Linked DNA regions of Mus musculus: all the other regions are linked to region 3. A link is a contact called in public HiChIP or PLAC-seq and promoter capture Hi-C data. All regions are on one chromosome and are shown on one strand. The core of a region is the stretch at or near the end of the contact, and the rest is flanking DNA. Distances in the headings are between cores, read along the strand shown. Region 1 has its middle 30 kb from the start of Cd1d1. Region 2 overlaps Dclk2 (doublecortin-like kinase 2). Region 3 holds the start of Rps3a1 (ribosomal protein S3A1). Region 4 holds the start of Dclk2 (doublecortin-like kinase 2). Region 5 has its middle 73 kb from the start of Gm31096. Region 6 has its middle 30 kb from the start of Gm23376. Region 7 has its middle 52 kb from the start of Gm31096.

Region 1 (3,575 bases), core at 551-3,050, 890 kb after region 3:
AAAAGGAGTTCTTGCTGCTTCACATTTAAAATGTTTAACTCATAATTATTTAGTCTATTTCATGTAGGAATCCTGTATTTAGGTCATTCCTCCCAAACTCATGGCCTCTTACTCTTTAGTGGTTATTTATTATCATCTTGTAATATTTTTATTAATTCTTAAGAATGTCACTGAAGCACTTTGAATCTCTTCACACAATCCTCCTCCGCCTCTCCTCACTGGTTCCGTTGCCGCCTTTGCATCCCTATCCAGTGACTTGGAGATTACTTTCATTTTCTTTCTCCACTGAGCTCAGTTTGTGTTGCTCAGCTGTCTTGACACCAACACCTGCCCTGGTGTGTTGTCAACCAACAGGGGGTCACATCATTAAAAAAAAAAAAAAGACCCTGACTCTTCCTTTCCTAGTGGCCAACAAATTCTAATTGTTCCTCAGCTAGGGGTGGGATTTCACATCCAGAGGTCCCACCCTCTATTTTGGGTCTCCGGCTGGCTGGAGTTGACAACAGGGCTTGTGGGTGCTGCTAGGTTATATGTGCATCTGCCTTGTTGTCTGGAGAATACTGTTTTCTTCATGTTAGCACCACTTCTGGCTCTTAGAATCTTTCTGTCCCCTCTTCTGCAAAGACCCCTGAGCCTTGGGGTGAGCTACAGATGTCTAATTTGGGGCTGAGAATTCTATAATCATTTGTTCTCTGTATGTCAGCCTCTGGGGTAATAACCATCTATTGTAAGGAGAAACGTCTCGATGAGGGCTGACAGACGCTCTGACGAAGGGGTATACCAGCAAGTCATTGTAATACTACGACTAATGGAGCCATGGTATTGGGTTCTTCGTGTCTTGTTCCATTGCTGAACTGTTGTTCATATCTAGAAGTTCTCTTGTGGAGTTTTGGGGACTTGTACTTATGTATAAATTATCATGGGGATAATTTGATCTCTTTTGCAACTTGTAGCCCTTGACAATCATCCTTCCTTGCTTGTCTTATTACACTAGCCAGTGCAGACTATATTGGAAAGGTGTGGATTCGTCTGTCTTAATTTCAATGGCATTGCTTAGGACAATGTTGACTGTGTGTTTGTCATAGAAACACTATTATGTGGGCACATGTTCCCTTCAGTCTTACTTCTCTAGGACTTTTATCAGGAAGGCATGCTGGATCTTGTCAAGGGCTTTTCACGTGTTTATTGAGATGATCTTTACATTTAAATACATCTATAGGACTTATTACTATTGACTTATATTTATTTATTTATTTATTTATTTATTTTGGTTTTTTTCGAGACAGCGTTTCTCTGTATAGCCCTGGCTGTCCTGGAACTCACTCTGTAGACCAGGCTGGCCTCGAACTCAGAAATCCGCCTGCCTCTGCCTCCCGAGTGCTGGGATTAAAGGCGTGCTCCACCACGCCCAGCTCGTTGACTTATGTTTATTGAAGCATCCCTGCATCTCCATGACAAAGCTCAGTCGACCATGGTGGATGATGGGATGATATGAGCTTGTATCCAGTTTACAAGTGTTTTATTGAAGTTTTTAATTAAAAAAATTATTTTATTACTTACACACTTATGTGTAGAATGTTTTGCTTGCGTGTCTGTGTACATGCCACACAGATACTCATGATGGTCAGAAAAGACCACCAGATTCCCCAGGACTGGAATTTCTGCTGTCAGTGCCTGTCCCCCCACCCCTTTTTTTCTTTTTACATTTTTTTCATATTCTTGCTTGAGTGATCTACTTCCCCTATTTTATCTTGGTATTGTATCGTTGACTTGACCCATTGTATTTAAAAGTTGTTCCCCTGAGTTTTCTAATTGGGATGTTGAGTTTTTCAGTTTCATTTTTGGTTTCAGCTTGAGTTCTCTTCAGTGTTTCTTCCAAGAAGAAGTTTTAGAATGATACTCCTTTGTCTACCTTAAGGGGAAAAAAATGACCATATCCTTTTTTTAAAAAAAAAACTGAGTTAGTTTTCTGGGGAGAAAATTAACTTCAAGGCCACGGTAGACTCACTGTTAACTGTTTGCTCTCTGTAGTTGTGGAAAACACCATGTCCAAAAGAGACTTAGGAAGGAAGGAAATGGTTCATTAGGCTGAGGGGTTACAGTCCATCATTGAAAGAAGCTAAGACAGATGCTTGCAGCAGAACCACAGAGGAGTGCTGCTTACTCGCTCGCTCTGCTCCCTCTCTTATACAGCCCAGTCCCACATGCCAACACCCATGACATTGCCCTCAGTTATCTAGACTTGCCTACATCACTTAGCAATCCAGAAAACACCACGGGCTGATTTGATGAGGGAGCCCCTCGACTGGGATGGCCTCTTCCCAGGTATGTCTGGGTTTGTATCAAATCGACAAAACGAACCTGCACACTAACCCGACCTTCCAGACATATGGTATCATCATGCCCCTTTACCGCCACACTCACATGCACGTTACCCCAGTCATTTCCAACCAAGAGCTCTTCCCTTAAAAACTGTCTGCTTTTACTTAGTTCTCAGGGTTGTGCTCAGCCCAGTGGGAATACAGGTGCCTTGTGGGTTCTGGGCTGTGCACTCTGCATCTCAAAGGGAAAGTCGTTCTTTCACTTCACCTTGGCCCCTTGGGACAGAGAGGGTGGTGTTCGTCCCTTCCACCAACGGGAGATCACTTTAGTCAGGGCTCCTGCCAACTTTTTCCAGGACTGGTGACAGTGATGGTTTTTATAGGTGGATGAAGAGATAGAATTGAAAAGCCCTGTGGCCAAGGGGGAAGATATGCATTCACCACTGGCAGGCGAGGATCTGTTTAGCTTTCTTCCAGAGCTGACTCCCCCATGACTTCTCAGGCTAGCTTTCCTACCTCGGAAGGAGTGGGGATAAGAACCATGTATACTGGTGGGTGTGGTTTCTAGACATCACTCCACAATAAGTCTGTACAGGCATCGACACTCCTGTCTTCCCCTACACATTTCTTTTGGGCCTACAGATGCTCTTATTGTGCAATGTATCGAAGAGTCGGTGTCTTAGTTAGGGTTTTAATTACTGTGAAAAGACTCCATGACCAAGGCAACTATTATAAAGGAAAACATCTAATTGGGGCTGGCTTACAGTTTCAGAGGTTCACTCCACTATCATCATGGTGGGAAGCACTACCGTGTCCAGGCAAACATGGTGCTGGAGAAGGAGCTGAGAGTTCTACATCTTGGTCCAAAGGCATCAGAAAGAGACTGTGTCCTACCCTGGGCAGAGCCTGAACATAGGAGACCTCAAAGCCCACCTACAGGGTGACACACTTCCTCCATCAAGGCCATGCCTAGTCCAATGAGTATAGTGCCACTCCCCATGGGCCAAGCATTCAAACCCATGAGTCTGTAGGGGCTTTACCTATTCAAACTACCACAGAGCATATAAAAGGATTCTAAGATGTAGAAGAATCATGGGAGGAAGTAATGCACGTGCTGAGAGATACAGGATAAGTGGGGCATGAAGCAGATGATCTGTGGGCGTGGTGGCAGGAACAGGTAACAGGTAACAGGGTAACGGGGTCACAGCAGAAAAGAGAAAGATAGTTAGCAGCTCTGTGCCTCAGAAAGTGACT
Region 2 (3,326 bases), core at 78-2,577, 750 kb after region 3:
TATTCAGCAAATATTATAATAGTAGTTGCTGGAGTCAATGATAATCAGCAGGCACTAACATTAATAGATCAAAATGTGAAAAACAAAAATATGTGCACATTCTTCTTCTTTTATTTATTTATTTAAAGATTTTATTTAAGTATATGAGTGCACCGTCATGTCTTCAGAGACACCAGAAGAGGGCATCATAACCCATTACAGATGGTTGTGAGCCACCATGTGGTTGGTAGGAATTGAACTCAGGACCTCTGGAAGAGCAGCCAGTGCTCTTAACCGCTGAGCCCTCTCTCCAGCCTATATGTGCACATTCTTAAGAAATATCCCTACAACTTATTAATTTATGCTTAAAATGTCAAAATTTATAGTGAAAAGCAACCTGCAATCAAGCGGCCAACCAGTAATGAGATTTATCCAGTGTGTCTGACTAAAGGCACTCAGAGGACGCAGCATGACTTCTGTAGTATTCTTACCAAAAACACAACCAAGATATCACTGTGAGAAAATACCACAAAGTTCTAAATCAAGAGGAACTATGCAAGATAACTAGCCAGAGCTCTCCCAAGCAACAAGACCACAAAAAGCCAAGGATGTGTCACTGTCAGAGGTGGAAAGGGTGACCATGAGCAAATGCATATGTGCTTCTGGATCAAGTGTGAGATGGGCAAGACACTGAGGAGGCACACTTGCCTGTGTAAGGTCTACACATGAACTAATGGTGTGTCTGTCAACCACACTTAGACAACTGCCTGTGTTCAAGAAGCGATAACGTTAGAGGAAGCAGGATGGAGATGATACAGAAAGCCTGGAGAGATGGCTCAGCAGTGAAGAGCACTGGCTGCTCTTTCAGAGGACCAGGGCTCAATTCTCAGCATCCACAAGGTAGCTCACACCTATCTAACTCCAGTTCCAGGAAATGCAACGCCCTCTTCTTGCTTTCTTGGCACCAGGCACCAGGCACCAGGCACCAGGCACCAGGCACCAGGCACCAGGCACCAGGCACCAGGCACAGTGCACAGACATATATAGGCAGACAAAACCCTCATGTATACAAATAATTTAAAATTTATTTTTTAAAAAAGTATATGGAATCATTATACAATTTTAAGACTAATTTCAAAGTTAAAAGTTAAGACATAAAAAATGTAGAGGCCTAAAATGAAGAAAGATCAAATACACATATTCCATAACCTGAACTACTCCCTGCAAACTAAACCTACTTTAAATGCTACAACTCCACTGTGTGGAATGACTGTAAGGAGCACTCTACTGCCTCTGTGAAGAACTTGTGGTAACTCCATGAAGAACTTCCTCTTCTGCCCAGCTTGCATCACTGTGGCCAAATATAGACTTGCTTGTCCTACACGTAATTGGCTTTTACGGCTATCTGTTCTGCTACAATGACAGTGCCTCAAAAGCAGAGAACTTCTCTTGCACCTGTTCCTCAAGCAACTAAGACAATGCCTAACAATAAAAAACAAAACCTCAATGACTGAACAAATTAATTCTACCTTAGCCCAAAAACATGTCACAAACTTAATAAAAATCCCTTCTTAGAAAGACAACTGGCCAGTTTCAAATAAAGTTTGAAGGTGAGTTGGCTCTTTGTGAGTCCACTCTCATAATTCAGTTCTGGTGAGGAGACTACCCAGGATTCTGGTGATACTGAATGTAATTTATTACATAAACATAATAAGAAAACTTACCAGAAAGTCATCCACAATCCTAGGACCAGAACATACTGTTTTGGCATTTATTATTTATTGCATTTGTCTACATATATAACAAAGTTTAGATAGTTATAAATGTAGGGTAGATCCCAATGTTGAAGTCTGCTCTCCCTTTATGAGATTCATAATAGTAAGTACATCCTCAGAATTTTTATATTCTACACGACAGTCACTGAACACCCTTCATGGGGTCTGTCTTAGTTACTGTTCTAGTGCTGAGAAGACATCATGACCAAGGCAACTAATAACAAGCATTTAACTTGAGGACTCACAGCACCAGAGGGTTAGAATCCACGACCGTCTTGGTGGGGGTCACGGCAGCAGACACAGAGCGTGGCACTGGAGCAGTAGTTGAGAGCTTAGATGTTGAGATAACACGAGGCAGAGAGAGGCCTAGCTGGGAATGTGGGTTTCAGAACCCCAAAGCCCACCCCTAGAACACACCTCCTCCCAAAGCCACACCTCCTACCTTCCCAAATAGTTCCACCAAATGGGGACCAAGTATTCAAATGTATGAATATATGGGGGTCATTTATATTCAAACTGCCACAGGGTCAAGCTTCATTTTCTGAGAGTTACCATAAATTTTGGAAATGTTGGTAAGTTATTCAGGACAAAGTAAATAAACTGTGCTATAAGGCAGAGTCTGGAAAAGAATTAGGAATGCTTATAACGTGGTAAAAGACATCATCCTTTGAATATCAGAAACTAGCTTTGAAAGCAAAGAAGTCTGGAGCTACACTGCTATATCAAAGATGGTCACCTCAAGTCCAAGTCACAAAGCTCTTTGGGGGCTGGAAAGATAACCCAGCAGGTAAAACCCTTGCCACACAGGAAGGAAGCTTAGAACCTGGGTGCCCAGAAGCCACACAAAAAAGTCAAGTAGTTACAGTGGCCTGTCTGCAATCCCAGGAAGCAGTCAGGGAGGGAGTCTCTGGGGGCAAAGCTGGCCAGCCACACCAGCCAAAAGGCAAGAACCAGGTTCAGTGACCCTCCCCCACCTCAGTCCTTAATGTGGAGAGCAACTAAGGAAGACGCCCAACACGAACCCCAGGCCTCCACACATATGAATGCCTGTGACCACATACATGTGAACATTCATAACCATATTTACACCCCACCCCTCCACACACACTCCTAAAGTTTTTCTTTTAATATGTTTTGTAACACTCTTCAGGGAAGGGTATGACCACACACCAACTGCAGGATGATCTTGAAAAATAAGCATGGGTTAAAAGCCTGGCACTCAAGATCAGCATCTTATTAACTTCACTATCATTAACATTTTTTAATGGATGGCACTTCTCACAAACTCTGTCCTATAACATAGGGAAGAAATATATTAAATCAAATTATTTTTATATTTTCCGGGCTCCAAACCATTTAGTTAGCTCCTTAGGGCACAAATTATACTGGCCGCATTTCCTGATTCCTAGAAGGTTGAGAGGTTATTTCAACATTGATTGATACTACCAAGGAGGAATGCAAGAAAAATAAATCATATTCAGCTTCTAAAACTCTTAAGATATTTATCCTTGGCCATATATAAAATATGGACCACAATACTAAGTGAAGAAGCACACAGGATGTTAAAATTTG
Region 3 (3,129 bases), core at 63-2,562:
AACTTCATCATTCTGTAGATCAGCAAGGCTCACTTCAAACACACGACCCTTGAGGCCATCAGAGGCAATTTCTAAAAAAGAACCACAAACCCTGTTAACTTGTTAACCAAACCCACCTTCACACCAGTGGCTTACTGCCAACACCTAAACGTTCTCTTGGACAGCTGTACAAACACTTCATTGCTGCCACATCTGTACTAAGACCAAGCACTCCCAATGCCAGGCCCTCCAACCACTGGGCTGACATTTCAATCCAGCGCCCCATCAGAGTTGACCAAGGCGCCGGTTAATATGCACATGCCACAGCTTAGGAACAAAGCAAAAGGGGCCCACAGTACTCACTGGTTCCTTGAGTCCTCGTGACTAGTGTCTTCCCGATGTTCCTAATATTGAACATGGCTGGAGCTTTCACATCGTACCAGTCTTTCTTAGAAAATGGATCGACCCTGGATGGGAGAAAAATAACCTCAAGTTTCTCTGTAAATTGTAACAACACTCCCGACCACTTTTAAACGCTTCTTATCCTTCAGACTTCTGTTAACAGTTTCCCAGGCACGATCTTGCAATCGGCCTGCACTTAACACGACGGACGTCCTCCCCGTGGGGTGAACGTCTGCGAGGCCGGCTGGTCTGCCAGTGCACAAAGCAGTAAGTTCGAAGCCATGCCTTCCCCACTCCTCCATCACACAGGCAGTACTATATACACACTGCCCTGGAACCTCAGGGACCTGTGACAGTGACTGGTCCGCAACAGCACAAACTGCTGCTAAACAAGTGTCCCGGGTCTCCAGGTCGGTCCCACGAGAGCCCAGCACACAAGTTGACATGGGGTCCCGACATGGACAGCCAGAGTGACTGACGTAGAGCGGTGTTAAAAAGTGCCACGGACTTCCAGCAACCCAGGAGCCCACAGTTCGCGCGCGACACGCGAGCGACTGCTAGAGACGCAGGGCGGAGATCACACGCGGCGCGCGACACCCGGCCGGGTGGCGGAGAGGCGGCCGCCCGGGACGCACCCGCCAGCCGCGCAGCGCAGCACCGCCGCGCAATCCACCCCGCATCCTCACCATCCGCCCCACGCCGCACCCCAGAACCCGCCCACCAACTCCTGCGGAGCCCAACGGCCGGGGACCCGCGCGATCCGCCACTCACACTTTCTTCTTAGCTCCCTTCTTGCCACCTTTCGTCAGGCGCTTGTTCTTGCCGACCGCCATGGTGCCGACCGGAGAGCCAAAAGGGCGGAAGTACAACTCGCGCGAGAACTTAACGCGAGCCGGGCGGGGAGCGCCGTCTACGTGACCCTTGCTCTTTCGCCCTTCCGGCTTTAAGAATCTCGCGACACTAGCTGGCGGCTCGTTTCCCGCCGTGCTGCGACAGCGCCCTCGTGTGTCGGGAGGTCGCGCAGCGGGCCGCGGGCTGGCTAGGCTGTGCATGGGAGCCTGCAGATTGTCAGAGATGCTCAACCCACTTCAGGTTTCTTGTGGTTTCCGTTGCCCCGAGGGTGGGAACTCTCTGTTTCTAATTTTGAGAGTACGTTTCTTCCCTAGACCATGGGCTTTGAATCAGAGATAGCAAATCCATGTTCAAATGGTGATTCCAACAGTACTTAGCCTTCTGACCTCTTTAGCCATCAGTTCCCTCGGGTGTAAAACGGGAATATTCATGTGATCTATTTCAAAACATTAGTGTAATTCAATAAGCATGACTTCGGGCACGCTGTTCACGTGCTGACTACTCTTGGGCTTGGCTGTGTTGTGAACTTTCATGAAAAAAGAGGCTTAGCCGTGTGTGCAATCCCAGAGCTCTGGAGGCAGGAGGACAGCAAGTTGGAGGAGAGCCTGGAGTATATGGTGAGTACTAGCCTGAACTACCTAGCAAGACAGACTGGGAAGGGGAGAGGAGAGAATATATATATACACACACACACATATATACATATGTAACTCTTACACATTTGTAATCACATTTTTTTTTTGTATGACTATGTGTGTGGTCCTGTGCCTCACAGGTCTCTGTGTGGAGGTCAGAGACCTATTCTCAAGAGTTGGTTCTCTTCTTCCACTATGTGGGTATAAGGCTCAGGGAGAGGCTGCCATCCTGCGCACACTGGCCCGCAGCGCTGCCATACAATGTGCCCTGCCTCCTCACTGCCTGAGAGGTCTCTGCAGGTGCCTTTACCAGCTGAGCCATCTCGACAGCCCTGGGTTTTTGGTTGGTTGGTTTTGTTTTTTCTGGGATAGGAGGAGTGTTTGGGTTTTTAGTGGAGTGGGGACTAGAGTGGTGTCCTGGAAAAGCCTCAGCATGCCTGAGACAACGGATTCCATCTCTAGCACCCCAAAAAGGCACAGTCGTGATCAATTGTTGTACCTAACTGCCCACCAATTTTCTTAATGCAAACCACCCCTTCCCCACTTTTAAAAGTGATGTCTTTATTTTTATTTTATATGGTTTGCCTGCATGTTTGTCTGTGTGAAAGTCCCAGATCCCCTGGAACTGGAGTTACAGACAGTTGTGAGCTATCATGTGGGTCCTGGGAATTGAACCTGGGTCCTCTAGAAGAGCAGTCACTACTACTCTTAACCACTAAGCCATTTCTCTACCTCTATCTCCACCCCTCCACATCCCCAAACCCCCACCATAAAAAATGGCTTCCCCATTCTTATGTTAGTATTTTTCAAAACAAGATTCCTCCTGTGTTGTTCGGGCTGACCTCAAATTCACCTTCCTCAAGCCTCCGCCTCCTGGGTGCCGGCATTGCTGACATGCTCTGCCACATCTAGTTCAGAAGATCACAGCCTGGTGACATGTCACCAGCTACCTCAAGGGCAGAACTCTAACATCCTCTCTAGCCAAGGCCAAAAACAAAAAAAATGGTGACCAAATCAGAACCAACTCCCTCTTCACCAGGCTCCCAAGAAGTTTTTAAATGCTTTTTTTCCCCTTCAGATATAAAGATTGATTAGGGTTCAGAAACAAATTGAAAACTTTCTTTAACAAAATTGACTCTGATTTGAGAGGAGGGCTACCGTCATGTTACCCTATATTTGGGAAATGACAGAAATGCCTATTATAAAGATAACATGTACCCAGCTGTCTGAGGCTAAAACAAGAACAGCAAAACCTGTTTAG
Region 4 (3,554 bases), core at 244-2,743, 780 kb after region 3:
TGCACTGGCCTCTACCAAAGGTTACCCAGCGCCTCACTGGAGAAACACGCTTTCAAACAGTTTGCCCTTCCAGCAAAAATAAGTTGGCTAATTTTACAGCCATCATTGTTTGTATTTGTCTCTGATCATTAGAATTTTCTTCCGTTTTTAGAAGGCCAATCTCTTGGGAAGGAGATAATGGGTGCACCCCAACCCAACACAAACGACCGAGGAGCAGACAGTTCCCGTGGCTGCCTAGAAAGCAAGCGCCCGGCAGGCTGCCCCAGCGCAGGGCGGGGAAGCGCGCTGGCCGCAGCCACTGCACCTGCCGCTGTGCACGGGGCCGCACCTGCCGCGCCGCGCCCGCCCCTCCTATTTACCTTCCAGCAGCTCGTCCAGGCTGGTGACCTTCCGGCTGCCGTCTATGGTGTAGATGGTGCGGACGCCCTGGGGCAGGTTCACATTGTCAGACAGTGAGCGGGTGAGCTCTATGAGGAGCGCATCGAAGGAACGGAAACGGTCGTTGGAGATGGCAAAGACCAGGCCTTTGAAATAGCGGTCCCCATTCCGGTAGAACCGCGCCTTCTTGGCCTTCTTCTCCGAGCTGAGGGCCTGCAAGGTCCGCGTGCGGTAGAAGCTGCAGTGAGCACTGTGCGCCGGGCTGGGGATGAGCCCGTTGCCCTTGGGGCCAGAGATGCTGCTGCCCCCGGAGGAGCTGGGAGCCCCTCTCCGTGACCCTGGCCGCGGCCTTTTGTCCCGTTCTTCAAAATGTTCCAGCTCAATGCTCCTTGTGCTGGCCATCGCGGCTGCTCGGGAGAGCTCTCCACAAATTAATTAATTAATAAAAGGACGTCCCAACCGCCCCGGCCGCAGCGCGCCGCGATCTAGGCGCTCCGTCCCGTCTTAAAGCAGCGGGACACCTGGCGCGGGCATTCGGGCCATGCTCGCAGGTGGAGCCGCTCAGCCAGCTAAAGGCGGCCGCAGCGCGCAGCAGCCCAGCTCATTGTCCCGCGCGCCCTCGGTCGCCGCCGCCAGCTGAGGAGCCCCACGCCCCCCAAGCGCCTCCTTCGCCGGGCCACGCCTCACAAGTAGCGCGCGGGCAGCAGGCCGGGAGCCGCCAAGTTGAACGACCCTAGGCTGGCCCGGGTTCGCATCCGGCCTGCGCTCTCGGGCGCGCTGAGTGGAGGAAGGAAGCGGAGGGGGGAGGGGCGCGAGCGTGGGCGAGGCGCCTCGGGGCTGCCCGGCGCGGCCTGGGGTCCCGGGTTCCCGCCGCCGCGTCGCGCGCGCCCAGGCCCAGTCCACGGCCGGTGCGCGTCCCTGGCCGGGGATCCTCTAGAGGCGCTGGGCCCCTGCGGGAAGAGTGCAGCCGCCTCCCACGCACGCACGCCCACGGGCATCCGCGCTCTCGGCCGCCTGTCAGGGCCTGGACCCCGGAGGACACCCTCTGTCCCTTCAGGGACACCACAAACCACACCGAGAGGGAGATGGTGAGGAAGAGGGCGGCGCCGCGCGAGGAGCGGCTCTACGGTCCAAGGAGGCCCCGCCCGCCCGCCGGGCTACCGGAGCTGCGCGCTCCCGGGCGTGACCGCGCTGCGCGCTCCACAAGCGCGGGGGCTAGCGCAACCGCGCTAGGCAAAAGAAAAAAAAAAAAAGCCTACAAAGGAAGGAGACTCAAGGGCAGCAAGCACATCCTTATCCTGCCTCCTGGGGAAAAACCGAGGCCAACCTAGAGCAGAAATACAAAACATAGCACTAGGTTTGGATGCAATATTAGTTTTTTATAAACGTCTGATTTATTGTTTAAATAAAAAATCCTTTAGGCAGAAAAAAAAAATCCTTCACACTTTCTACTGCAGATTCGATAACACAGTAGTTCCAGTAACTTTGAATGAATACATGACTACAAGTTATTGGTTTCATTGAATCAAGTATTTGTGGAGAGCTTGCCATTTGCCGGGCATTAATCCCATCACTGGGGATGCGCGAGCAGAGAACAGAACCTCTGTGAATTTACCCGCGCTCACGTGTTCATTCTGAGCTGCTCACAGAAGTGGACTGACAAACACCCATCATGCAAGAAAACCTCTTCTTAAGTGGATATCTGGCCCACAATAGACATGTTTCAAGAAATTTTTGAAACGTCCGTTATTTCACTTTGGTGATGAAGCTCAAAGGCATTTGGCCCCAACCTGACACATGAAATTAATGATTCGGCACCCGGTTCTTCAGCAGCCCTAAACAGCTCCAAACTGTCCTTGAAGGTAGGGCGACAAAAAACGCTTTGCTTGTGATCGACTGGAACAGCATAAAATAGGAGTGGGTAGAAACACAACCATGAGCACCGTGAAGCAAATCCTTCCTCATAGACCTAGTTGGCCAAAACATGAGAACGGATGGAGATAGAGGGGCAAAAAAAAAAAAAGTTCCATGGGCATCCAAGATGACTCAGTAGGTCAGGTGACTCATAGAACTGCCAATCATCGCCAGATCCCACGTGGTGGAAGGGAAGCATAGACTCCTGTAGTTTATCCTCTGACCCCTGCATGCATGCCATGCCAAGACAACACAGTAAATAAATCTAAAAACTTTTGTGAGGAAAAAAATTGTTCCTGAATTCTATTTCTAATGCAAATGAACTGGGAGAAGGCAGGCTTCAAGGAGGCAACTACTAATTAATCTGGGTTGCTTTATGGTTTAAAGTTTATAGAACCGTAACACGTTTTCCTCTTTCGTGCAAGTGCAGAATGTCTACAGTGAGATGTTTAGAACTGGCATGTATTTCCCTCGCTGGGATATTCCCTGCATCTCAGAAACCCTGTCTGACCTGCTAGCTGTTCACCTGTCTGGAGACTGTTTGGGTCTCTCCTGGACTGAGATCTAGTTTAAGGTGGCTTTATGAAGACAGGATGGCCACAGGCAAATAAGTCACCTTCTGGAAGCCAACCTTGACCTCTCTCTCTCTCGGCTGTGAATTACCGTTCTATAACTCCCCTTAACCCTAACATTTACTTGAATAAAAAATCGGGGGAAAATACTTCATTTCTCATCTATTGGCAATTCAAGAAGGAATTAAATCTCAAAACATTCCCTCGTTCACACATTAAAATAACCCCTTTCAGCCGGGCGTGGTGGCACACGCCTTTAATCCCAGCACTCGGGAGGCAGAGGCAGGCGGATTTCTGAGTTCGAGGCCAGCCTGGTCTACAAAGTGAGCTCCAGGACAGCCAGGGCTATACAGAGAAACCCTGTCTCGAAAAAACAAAACAAAAACAAAACAAAAATAACCCCTTTCTGCTCTGATTACACATTTTTTTAAATAGTCGTAGACTATCCAGTAAGTATAAAAACTTCACTGGCAATCTGCAGCAAGGATCTGGTAAACGCTTCTTGTAGAAAGCTCAACATGACAGAGAAATAAAGGGCTGGTGTTTGCATCCCACACTCTTCCCTCAGGCCACCCAGGCTGGCAATGCTTTTGAGACCAGACTTCGGCACTCTGCTTAGTACCTCTCCCCAGTCTACACTGCCCAGGGAAGAGAATGCAAACCTTCAAGTGGTATAATCTGTTTAAATAA
Region 5 (3,569 bases), core at 710-3,209, 950 kb before region 3:
CCCTATGTGGTAGAGTACAACAAAAAGCTGAAATAACCTCTTTCCTCGCCGAGTTGCTTTTGGTCATGGTGTTTTATCATGGCAACAGAAAACCTAAGCTACCTTCACTCGGGTAAGGACTGAATTAATGGCTTCACCGAAGAAAAGAATTTCAAGATGGATGGATATGAAGCAAATTAGCAGATATTAGAGAGATTTTAATGCATATCTGAGCTTGAGGGAAGGGAAGTATTTAGGGAAAGGATAGGCCACACCCACGAGAGGGCTGTGCTTAGGTAGTTATCTTTATATAAATAGCCATTTATATAAGTTTGGGGGTTCTGAAATTGTGAGGCAGGCAAGTATAGGAGATGTTTAGGGATGTGGAACTCTGTTGGTTTTAGCTGTGTACACCGCTCTCCCCTTCTTGTAATAAAGCACCCGACAGTCTAGTTCCTTTCCCTGCACATATTATACCCATACACCCTTCCCAATAAGGCATCTAGCAAGCTCAGAACCTCTTTAACCCTTATATGCATTGGACTACATATACCTCTCTCTGAACAGTCCCCTAAGTTCCTCTAAAATGATCGAATTAGATGGTTTCTATTCAAGAGTACCCACAATGTATCCTAAATGTTAAAGAATTAAAGGGCATGTCCAGCCTATTTAAGTGAATTTCTAGGGCAGAACCTCTACTTTTACCACATTATGCCTATGCATGTATAGTTAGGCATACATGTGGTTAAAATGAGATACATTATGGGGAGGGACATTCACAGATAAATGAATATATAAATTAATCTATCAATCAAAATAGAGGACTCTCTGACCACAGCTTCTCCTGCCTTAGATTCCATAAAAAGCCTGGGGTTCTGGGTACCTTCATTCATGTGGCCTGCTGTCAATCTTGACAGTGTGTCCCTCAAATAAAGTTCTCTTGCTCCTTTTGTAAATCTGTGTAGCCCTTATTTTCAGTTTTCTGGGAAAGAGGCTGAGAACTTGGAAACACCCAACCCCATCCTGACCTCAGACCACCAGTGACAGAGATGGTCTGCTATGGAATTTAAATGAGATCTTAGGCTGGCTCCTGAGTGCACTGGGGTTACAGCTGATAAGGTGCCACCCGAGGACGGCTCCAGGAAGTGAAGACGTTTCATTCATAATCAAACGTCAATAATCTAGTTTGTGAGATTCTCGGGAGATGTATGGGAAGGATGCAGGGCAAACTCAAGGTCATATATACTAAGGCCCTATGCACAGTTCATTGCTATTTTAACATTCTTACTTTAAAATATCTCTCTACGAAAGGAATATGGTCTCTATGCCAGTACGCTTACAACAGATGCTAGTTGTGCCGAAATGCTTGACTCCCAGAGAGTCTTTGATTAGATTCCCAGAGTAAGGGGCTCCCTCCCTTTCACATGTTCCCATAATCATCCCCTTTTCTCCCCTGCCTCACATAGGTCAATGACTAGATCCTGATGGGCCCCACCTCTAAAGGTTTCTACCATCTCCCAATAGTGCCAAGTTGGGACAAAACTTTCAACTCATAGGTCCTTGGGACGCAATCTAAATCTCTCTTTTGCCATTTTAGATCATTCCCCACTCTCCAGAACTCAACCCTCTGACCTCCATTTTTAGTTTTTCCAATGAGGGGCCCAGCAAGGAGGCAAAAAAGTTAGGCTCCTCATTCCCGGCTGCTTTTCCACTCATGGCTGTGGATTCTACCAGGACTCGCTGTTGCAGAATATTTGATCACACTGGGAACTCTGAGAGTATGCTGTTTACTGGAAAAACCTGTTTTTAGTTGTGCTGTGTCACATGCCTTTAATCCAAGAGCTTTTTGTTTATTGTAAACATGATTAAATAACACCAGCCATAGGTCAGAGCAAGCAACCAGCTGACAGGGAGTAAACACAGGAAAAGAACCACAGAGTGTGAGAGGAAGTCAGGAGGGCGGATAGAGAGGCACACAGGAAGTAGAAGGGAGGGCCATTCAGTTTGAAGGGTTTTGGAGACAATGTGAAGAAGGAGAGCTTGCTCTGCCGTTGGGAGGTCGGCTGAGGAAGAAGGTCAGCTGGGTGCTTTCTCTGCCTCTCCGAGCTAGCAGGCTTTCACACCAGCATCTGGTAAATTGAACAGTTGAGATTTTGTTAACAACCTTTCCTCACTCCTGAGCCCCACAGGGCTCCAGGAACTGCTCTCCTTCTCCACCCTCGGGGTTAGCCACGGGAAGCTTCCCAGGGTTCCTTTCGGCAGTTCTCCGTCCCTCAGCTGTGCCTCAGGAGACCAACAGAAAACAAAATGTAGTTTCTGCTAGGACTCTACATGATGCAATGCAGGAAAAAAAAGTTTACAATATAAGGTGAAGTGACAGAATCAGGCTAGAACAATCTCAGCCTGCATACAAATAAATATATTTAGAAAAAAGAAAACATTTGTGCACAGAGAGAGGAAAGACTAGAAAGAAACATGGGAGGATCTGTCACAGTGTCTGGGCTACAAGGTTACAGGTGATTTTTCTCGTCTCTATACAACTCTATATTGTACACTTTGTGTATTTGTTTATTTTGAGACGTGATCTTGCTATGTAGCCCAGGCTGGCCTAGAACTTGTCAATCTTCTTCTACTTAGATTCTAGTCTATTGTGCACATTCTTAGAAGTAACCATGTATCACCTTTAAAGTGGAATATATATATATATATATATATATATATATATATATATATATATTTAAACAAAACTGAAAGTGAAATTGGTTTTTTTGTAAATAATAGATCATAGATTTTTTTTAGTGAATATATGATAATATATCATAGTATATAGGATATTGTAGTATAGAAAGAAATATAAGTATTTTTTGCTGAGCCTTAACTATTATCATTTACATCTCACCCATTACTGGGACTGCTCCTTAAGCCTGCCCAGTGCCTAATATAACTTCTGTGGGGCAGCCTTTTCAGAGGCTTCACTTCTTTCAGCTCTGGCTTTGGCCTGGTGCTCAGCTGTGCCTGGTGGTCAGGGAGGGGAGAAGGGAGAAGGGGCCTCAGTGCAGCCGATAGGTCAGTCTGAGCAAGCCAGTAGTGTGTTGACAACTCTCTGGAGTATATCCTTGGCTATCACTTTATGCTAGTTGGTGGATATACTAAGTGATCTTAGGTCTCTATTAGCAAATATCATGTCACTGTGCTTGGAATCAGAAACCTGCTACAAATACCGAACAGCAGTTAACTTATTAAAATTAACATTCAGACTTATTAATAATTATTCATCTGTTTATTAATTTATATATGTATATGTATTTATGTATGTATGTATTTATACAGGGTCTCAGTGTATAGCTTTGGCTAACCTGGAACTTGCTATGAGAACCAGGCTAGTCTCAAACTCAGAGGAATCCACCTGCTTCTGTCTTCCAAGTGTGGCATCAAAGGTGTATGACACCACACCAGGCTCAAAATAGTCTTTCAGTCACAGTTTTTTCAGTACCCCTAGAGATACCCCGCTACCTACTCATGTAGGATAAAAGCAGTACATATTTGGGCATGGTTATAAAGGTTTATTCAGAATGTTCTAAAAATTGAAC
Region 6 (3,219 bases), core at 443-2,942, 820 kb after region 3:
AGCTGTGACACAGTAACGTATCTATTGATAGAGTCCACATAAAACCATGAAGAACACAGATAACATAGCTACGAAGTTGGAGGATTTGTGTTGATAACACAATCTCCTTCTTTTATGTCATCGCCATGCTAAACAGGCAGCATGGGGAACTCATGCAGTTGTAACCACAGGGTCTCATAAAGTGCCAGCGCCCTCAGCACACACACTCACACACGACGCACACATGCTCTCGAGGTTAGTGTGTGCACACCGTGTCATCAACTTTCCACTTAGTTGCATCTCCTTCCTCTATTACTGAGTTTACCAGTCCACATTGTGACACACTGGAAACATATTTAAATACTTTCTTGTTGGGGACTTAGTTTATCTGCAGTTTTAAATAGTCACCAATATTAAACATATTTGTAGACCTTTATGCAGGAATATTTACTAGGTTGCATTTTAGCAATGAGATTATAGATAAGAGACTGATCACATTTTCATTCTTCTAATGATTTTGAAAGTTTCAGTTTAAAGTTAATATATATTTTTAAAAATTATATATACACACACATCTCCAAAAGAAATAGTACCCTAGCAGCAAGGGGGAATACACCTGTCCATGCCATTAGCAATGCAGCCGCAGACCGTAGGTATCAGCATTGCCGTGTGGAGTCATGATTACAGAAGCATCCAAGTGCTGGTGTGTCCTTCCTTCCTGAGAAAGAGACAATGCATTGACACTTCCTGGGGTGAAGAGCCTTTCACACACTTTCAGAAACAGGAATCTTCAGTTCCATTGCATCCATAGTCACAAGACCTATACCGGCTAAATGGTGCGGTCTGCCCAGTGCGTAGATGTCTTTCTATCAGGCTAGTACAATAGGAAGGAGCCCATCCCCCACCACAGCATTTACACCACAGAGCTTCAATGTGCCCTGGCTTTTTGTGGCTTGGTCTTGAGCTTCTTAACTATAATCTTTCCCCCTAGCTGCACAGTAGCCTGTTCTGTACCCTAGGGGCTTCTGGTCCAGTTGCTCACGGGTCTGTTTTGGGCCATTCCTGAAGCTTGGCCTATCTTATGGATCCTTCTGCCTGTGATTGCTCTCTCCTTTAACTGCCTTGGAAGACCTTGGGTAAAAGCCACTTAGAGGAGACTGGATGATAAGACTTCATGCTTTCCTTCATCATCTGTTCCCTCATTAAGGTTCTGGGGAGGTCATTGGAGAACATATATACATATATATGTGCATATGTATGTATATATATCTTCTATTGCTGGATAATCACTTTTATCTTCATTTTACAGAGAAGCAAATAAAATATAGGTGTAACAAAAGCAGTAAATAGCTTGTAGATAATTGAGGGAGTGGAAAGAATACCATCCCTGAACAATTGGCTGAGGGTAACTCTAGCTGGATCTGTCATAGACCTTTCCAGAAGAACCCAGAAGTGTGATCAAAAGCCACTGTGTGCTTCAAAAAATGTTGTGTGTAGTTTTCCTCTCATAGCTAGAAGATAGACGTGAAAAGAGGAGAAAGGGGGATTTCGAGAGGAAGAGAGGGAGAGAAAGAAGGGGAAAGAGGAAGAGAGAAAGAGGAAGGAAAAGGGAGATGGAGAGAGAGGGAGAGCGAGGGGAGGGGGAAGGAAGGGGAGGGAGGAAGGGAGAGGGAGGGAGAGTTAGGAGACCTGCGGTGTGGTCCTGACTTCGGCCCCTGTACTTAGGATGCGGCTGGAGCAGAGGATGGAAAGACTAAGCAAGCTGCTTCTAATTCTTACTGCTAGACAGTGCTTGGAAAAGAAATATAAGAACATTCCCAGCACAGCTCTGCCCGAAATCGGGCTGTCACGTGACCTAGTGTTGGTGAGACCCATGAAGCATCTAGAAGGCCATTTAACATGAATTCCTATCTTATCTTGGATCCCTGAGAACATTTTGAAAACCATTTTTTTTCACTTGTGTTTGCTTCCTTATGCCTATTTTGGGACTACTCAAAGCCTACCCAGACACGCTAACACGCATAGGTTTATGTAGTGGGAATTTTGGTTTCTTTAAAAGCACAGGACTATTATGAGAGTGTGTTTCGTTTTCATCCCAGGTGTGAGCTATAGGGCTGCTTCACGGCAACCGCCTGTGGTTTGCTTCACGCTCTAACAGGGGCGTGGTTTCGCCAGCTCTAGATAGTTTTTGCAAGTGTGTGACGTTTGGAATTCTGGGAACTTTTCAGAGGGTGTATAAATGCTAGGACACTGAGAGATGGGAGCTGTTGGCTGGTTGACCTGCTGGTAGGTGCAGTTCATTAAGGATTGTCAAGTATTCGTGTGCAAAGAGGCAAGAAAAAGACATTAGATATCTTAACAAGAAGATCAAACTTGCCCCAAGGAACTGGGCGCCCCTCATCAGCAGGAAGTAGTCTAATGACAGTGTTCCCCCTTGCCCCTCCATCCTTCCTCTGCTGTCTAGTGTTGGGGGTTGGCAGGGTGGAAGTAAAGAAACCCACAAAGTAGTCAAAAGTCTGGTTATAGTCTCAGCCTTGCCCTTCCTACTCACCCTGCCTGCCTCTGATTCCTCATCATCCTCATCCCATAGAAAGCCGGAAACTGGGGAAGGAAGGGTATGGAGAAAGAACAGAGAAATTTTGTGAGGAAAATGGGAAAAGTTGACATTTAAAAACTGTCATAGCTACCACAGATTTACAATAAAAGGAATAAAATTTCCTTTTTCTTTTTTCTTGTTTTTTTTTTTCTTTTTTTTTTCTTTTTTTTTGAGACAGGGTTTCTCTGTAGCCCTGGCTGTCCTGGAACTCACTTTGTAGACCAGCTGGCCTCGAACTCAGAAATCTGCCTGCCTCTGCCTCCCGAGTGCTGGGATTAAAGGCATGGGCCACCACCACCCGGCACAATAAACTTTCTTATTTATTTATCTATCTATTTATTTATTACCTAAGCTGATGAGTCAGCTCCCAGTAGAGATAGTGATGTGACTGAGTCACGAGCTCTCTTGACTTACAATTTGTTATTATATTTATATGTCCTGGCTGTGTCTATAGAGACTTGAGAGAAAACGTGGGGCTAATGATGAGGGTCTTTAGGGTGTGTTTAGACTTCTTTGTAGCCTCTCAGCTTTGTGGGGACAAGAGTTATACAGCCATTCTATACTTTTATGCTTGGACCTATGACATTGGAAACTTGGGGGAAATTATTGAGGACAAAATTGTATTAATTAATGAAAAATATACA
Region 7 (3,266 bases), core at 170-2,669, 970 kb before region 3:
GTTTCTCGGTCACTTTACAGCTAGTTTTGCAGGTTTCAGTTTCCAGGCTAACCCTGTAAAGTCACATCAAGAGGTTCTGTTTACCAGACATTTGGGCATTACAAAGCTTCCAGAGGCACGGGCAGAAAAAAGGTGTGAAATTCATCTTTTCTGTGTGGCTCGGTTCTCCTTGGAGCTATTCCAGCCCCGGTGCCAGCGTTTAACGCAGGGGTGCCTCTCTCCGCCTGCGCTGCGCCACATCTAGCTGCCCTCTCTTCTGCCCTTTCTCCTTCCTCCAGTGCTTGAAGATCTGTGGAATAGATCAGCTGACAGTGGCAATGGGGAGAGAGCCAGCAAGAGTTCAGATGATGGGGAGGAGACGGAGCTCCTCAGCAAAGAGAGAAAGCTGCAGGCAGAGCAAGGCTTCAGCCGAAGGGAATCACAAACCAGATCAAGGAGGGGTGTCCACATGCAGCCTGCAGGGAGAGGGCTGCGTCAGAGGGCAGGCAGGCAGGCAGGTGGAGGCGGAGTTCAGGGACCCCCCCTTTTTCCTTGTCTTTGCCTGCTTTCCACTGGTAGACATTACTTTGGGCATCTGCAGTAGTGGTGCTTTGAATATGGGGGAGCAACCCTGCTCAGTGCTGAACTCAGGGTTCACCTAGAGTAGTCCCTGCCTTTCGGAGGTTTCTGTCCATAGTTAAGGTACCAGTGACCAACAGATCAGAAGTACTAAACGGAAAATTCCAGAAATAAACAATTCATAAGCTTTAAATTGCATACTGTTTGGAGGAACGTGATGAAATATTTTGTTTTTGAGACAGGATCTTCCTTCCTCTGTATTCTAGGATGGCCTCAAACTCATGATCCTCCTGTCTCAGCTGCTGAGCACTGGGATTCTGTGTATGTGCTACCATGCCTACTCAGTCCATGATGAGATTTTATAATTCCCATCCCGGATGTGAGCCACTCATGGGGTCCACATTGCATGCTAGTCACTTGGTCACTCTTTCAGTTATCAAAACAGCTGTTTAGTGTGCTTGTCAATCACATGGTGCCAAACTCTGTTACAGTTATTCTTTTATTCTGAGCTATTGTTGTCTAGCTCTTGCGGGACTCATTTATGAGTTAGGCACCATCACAGGGATAGTATATACGGGGAAGACAGCATATTTGGTTTGGTGTGGTGTTGATAACAGTTTTAGGATCCAGTGGGCGTTGTAGAATGCATACCCCTCAGATAAGGGGAGACTGTGTTCTTTGGGCTAGGAGAAAGACATCAGTTACTGTAATATCTGAAGAGCAGCAGACATTTGTGCCTCAGGGAGACTAGAAATCATAGCCAGCATCACTGAACCTTGCTTCTGTAAAGCTGCAGAGGAAGACAAGAGAGGGAGAACAGGAAGGAAGGGGCTGACTTCTCAACTGAAGTTTGACCGTGCCTGCCTGGTGGCGGCTCCAACGGTGATTTATGCATTGAAAGGACCTGCAGGGCCTCATGGAGGGGCTCTTAACAGTCTTAACACTGAGGTGGGCATTTCACACACATCATCCACACTGCATCCTGTAAGAAAGTTGGAGTCACATTCTATGGAGCCCTTGGGAGCAGAGTGACCTCCCCAAACCCAGTAACTGTTAAGTCCAGCTACTAAGATTTGAATCTAGGTATGCCAAGCTCAAAACACACACACACACTCTCTCTCTCTCTCTCTCTTGCAATCCTACACAGCTCCATGCCCCACCCCCACTCCCTGGGTAAGGCTGTGTTCTGCTCTTGCTTTTGTGTGCTCTGGGCCAAGCAAGGCCGTACATCCCTACCTTCTAATGGTGGCCTGATGAAGGATTTAGATACAGGCAACCATTTTAAGAACAGAAACAAACAGATAAAAAAGCAGCCTGCATCTTGGTAAATGATTCTGGAAAGCTTGTGGGGTGAACTGCATGTTCTTGCCCCTCCACATCTCTCTTTGTTCCTAGTAGAAATTACTGACCTCCCTAAGCAATCTCATGACCAAAGGTACACACTGATGAAAAACACACAGGTGAGCCCAGAGCAAGACGCCTCAAGGGTTACAAGGATGCGCATACTGACTCTCCTTTCTGTGTATGGGCCATCCGGGTCTGACTTTGCTGGACCCCTGCCATTAATTTGCGAACGTTCTGTAATCTTCCAGGAATGTTGGTGTCGTCTCATGGAAACAAGGAGGGAGGGAGTACAGGGTGGACAAACAAGAGGAAATGAAAGCTCTTTGGGGGAAAGGCGGCTGTGACAAATTGAAAGGCAGAAAGGAAATATTAGCGCACAGCTGAGAACCAGAGTGGACCGGAGGAGAATGAGCAAGGCTCTCTGCAGCCCCTGGACCAGCAGAGTGCTGATTTGTTCTCTCTAAAGAGAGATGTGTTATTGCCTGCCCCTTTCCCCGATCATCCCCCCACCCCCTGCCAAATGATGACAAAGAAGAATGGTTGCAGAATCTGCTGAAATGGAATAGTCCGCAGGGGTATTCGGAGCGAATGAAATGTGCTCCCGGGTACCTTCTCGAGTTCTCCACCAACTTGTTTTTATTTCAAATCGCCTACAACAGGTGCCCGGAGTCTGGGCGAAGTATAATATTGTACCTTGCAGCAGCTGGGTGCAGAGGAAGGGTAGATAGTAAAGAAAGGTTACACAACGTGACTGGTCTCGTATGGCTCAGGGCAGCGCTAGAATTTAAAACATTTCCTTGTCCTCCAGTTAAATTGGGCCCCATGGTATGTGTTCTGTAACTTAATATGAAAGGCTGCTGATGGATGTGTTGATACTGTGGCCACCAAAGCTGGTGGCAGGCACCTGCAGGGACACGTGCACCCTGAGGGGACAGAGCTCTGCAAAATAGCCCTCCCAATGCATAGTTGGCGCGGTGCATGCTGGGAGTTCTCGCCCCTCCCGACGTGGAAAGATTCCAAAAGCTTCGATGCAGATGCTAGCCACACCATGACCTGTCTCCAGTTACAGCCCAAACAGAATAAGCCCTCATCCACGAAGCACCGTTCAGCAACCTCAGGCTACTTCTCTCCCCCCTCCCCCCTCCCCCCTCCAAAGAACATATATGAATGCAAATGAGTGATACAATGCCGTGTATCAAATATGATAGAAAAAAATGAAAATTTCTTTTCTTTCTTTGTGACAAGCTGGTAGAGGCAATGTGAATTTGTCCTACAGCTGAGCACCAATGACTAACAGGACTTTATTTTATTTCCTTATTTAGTTATGTATTTTACTTTGTTATGTGTGTATCTGCGAGTGCTTA

What was found. Promoter capture Hi-C pulls out the DNA fragments that hold promoters and counts their contacts. HiChIP or PLAC-seq counts read pairs in DNA pulled down with a chosen protein or histone mark.
Region 1: an H3K4me3 HiChIP or PLAC-seq map of pro-B cells shows a contact between it and region 3, with 5 times the contacts expected there. The contact joins the enhancer-like site here to the promoter of Rps3a1 in region 3. A contact is called at or near these places in 5 of 39 promoter capture datasets (the C10 cell line, liver, pre-B cells and 1 more) and 3 of 115 datasets of contacts at active chromatin or transcription factors (the 230-238 cell line, large pre-B cells and pro-B cells).
Region 2: a contact with region 3 is called in a promoter capture Hi-C map of pre-B cells, with 4 times the contacts expected there. The contact joins the enhancer-like site here to the promoter of Rps3a1 in region 3. A contact is called at or near these places in 6 of 39 promoter capture datasets (the 3T3-L1 cell line, the C10 cell line, embryonic stem cells and 2 more) and 1 of 115 datasets of contacts at active chromatin or transcription factors (pro-B cells).
Region 4: a promoter capture Hi-C map of pre-B cells shows a contact between it and region 3, with 9 times the contacts expected there. The contact joins the promoter of Dclk2 here to the promoter of Rps3a1 in region 3. A contact is called at or near these places in 14 of 39 promoter capture datasets (the 3T3-L1 cell line, the C10 cell line, cranial neural crest and 7 more), 2 of 15 datasets of contacts at CTCF or cohesin (the NIH/3T3 cell line and large pre-B cells), 2 of 484 Hi-C or Micro-C datasets (the N1E-115 cell line and embryonic stem cells) and 7 of 115 datasets of contacts at active chromatin or transcription factors (embryonic midbrain, embryonic stem cells and microglia).
Region 5: a promoter capture Hi-C map of liver shows a contact between it and region 3, with 3 times the contacts expected there. The contact joins the enhancer-like site here to the promoter of Rps3a1 in region 3. A contact is called at or near these places in 9 of 39 promoter capture datasets (the 3T3-L1 cell line, 3T3-L1-derived adipocytes, the HPC-7 cell line and 5 more), 3 of 484 Hi-C or Micro-C datasets (CD4 T cells, the N1E-115 cell line and double positive thymocytes), 4 of 115 datasets of contacts at active chromatin or transcription factors (the NIH/3T3 cell line, craniofacial prominence, double positive thymocytes and 1 more) and 2 of 9 other capture datasets (adipose tissue and liver).
Region 6: an H3K4me3 HiChIP or PLAC-seq map of the SCID.adh cell line shows a contact between it and region 3, with 10 read pairs. The contact joins the enhancer-like site here to the promoter of Rps3a1 in region 3. A contact is called at or near these places in 9 of 39 promoter capture datasets (the 3T3-L1 cell line, 3T3-L1-derived adipocytes, the C10 cell line and 5 more), 1 of 15 datasets of contacts at CTCF or cohesin (large pre-B cells) and 9 of 115 datasets of contacts at active chromatin or transcription factors (the SCID.adh cell line, T-cell acute lymphoblastic leukemia, double positive thymocytes and 6 more).
Region 7: a contact with region 3 is called in a promoter capture Hi-C map of the HPC-7 cell line, with 6 times the contacts expected there. The contact joins the enhancer-like site here to the promoter of Rps3a1 in region 3. A contact is called at or near these places in 5 of 39 promoter capture datasets (the HPC-7 cell line, hippocampal neurons, liver and 1 more), 1 of 484 Hi-C or Micro-C datasets (ventral hippocampal neurons) and 1 of 115 datasets of contacts at active chromatin or transcription factors (embryonic forebrain).

The regions. Positions count from the first base shown.
Region 1 is chr3:87,027,146-87,030,720 of GRCm38.p6, forward strand. No RefSeq gene overlaps it. Among named protein-coding and RNA genes, the nearest start is that of Cd1d1, 30 kb to the left of the region's middle. Within about 2 kb of position 1,801, at least 6 of the 459 cell types and tissues checked have an H3K27ac peak or open chromatin away from gene starts, as enhancers often do. A contact at or near this core is called in pro-B cells, where this site is marked.
Region 2 is chr3:86,893,349-86,896,674 of GRCm38.p6, forward strand. All of the region lies in intron 2 of Dclk2 (doublecortin-like kinase 2), which reads right to left. Among named protein-coding and RNA genes, the nearest start is that of Dclk2, 26 kb to the right of the region's middle. Within about 2 kb of position 1,328, at least 35 of the 459 cell types and tissues checked have an H3K27ac peak or open chromatin away from gene starts, as enhancers often do. A contact at or near this core is called in pre-B cells, where this site is marked.
Region 3 is chr3:86,141,356-86,144,484 of GRCm38.p6, forward strand. Rps3a1 (ribosomal protein S3A1) reads right to left here and starts at 1,313. Exons shown (of 6, transcript NM_016959.4): 1 at 1,153-1,313; 2 at 343-446; 3 at 1-71. The coding sequence starts at 1,214.
Region 4 is chr3:86,919,391-86,922,944 of GRCm38.p6, forward strand. Dclk2 (doublecortin-like kinase 2) reads right to left here and starts at 1,494. Exons shown (of 16, transcript NM_027539.5): 1 at 360-1,494. The coding sequence starts at 780.
Region 5 is chr3:85,193,207-85,196,775 of GRCm38.p6, forward strand. No RefSeq gene overlaps it. Among named protein-coding and RNA genes, the nearest start is that of Gm31096, 73 kb to the left of the region's middle. Within about 2 kb of position 1,960, at least 120 of the 459 cell types and tissues checked have an H3K27ac peak or open chromatin away from gene starts, as enhancers often do. A contact at or near this core is called in the HPC-7 cell line, the N1E-115 cell line, adipose tissue and 3 more, where this site is marked.
Region 6 is chr3:86,959,054-86,962,272 of GRCm38.p6, forward strand. No RefSeq gene overlaps it. Among named protein-coding and RNA genes, the nearest start is that of Gm23376, 30 kb to the left of the region's middle. Within about 2 kb of position 1,693, at least 41 of the 459 cell types and tissues checked have an H3K27ac peak or open chromatin away from gene starts, as enhancers often do. A contact at or near this core is called in the SCID.adh cell line, T-cell acute lymphoblastic leukemia, double positive thymocytes and 1 more, where this site is marked.
Region 7 is chr3:85,172,457-85,175,722 of GRCm38.p6, forward strand. No RefSeq gene overlaps it. Among named protein-coding and RNA genes, the nearest start is that of Gm31096, 52 kb to the left of the region's middle. Within about 2 kb of position 1,420, at least 33 of the 459 cell types and tissues checked have an H3K27ac peak or open chromatin away from gene starts, as enhancers often do. A contact at or near this core is called in the HPC-7 cell line, where this site is marked.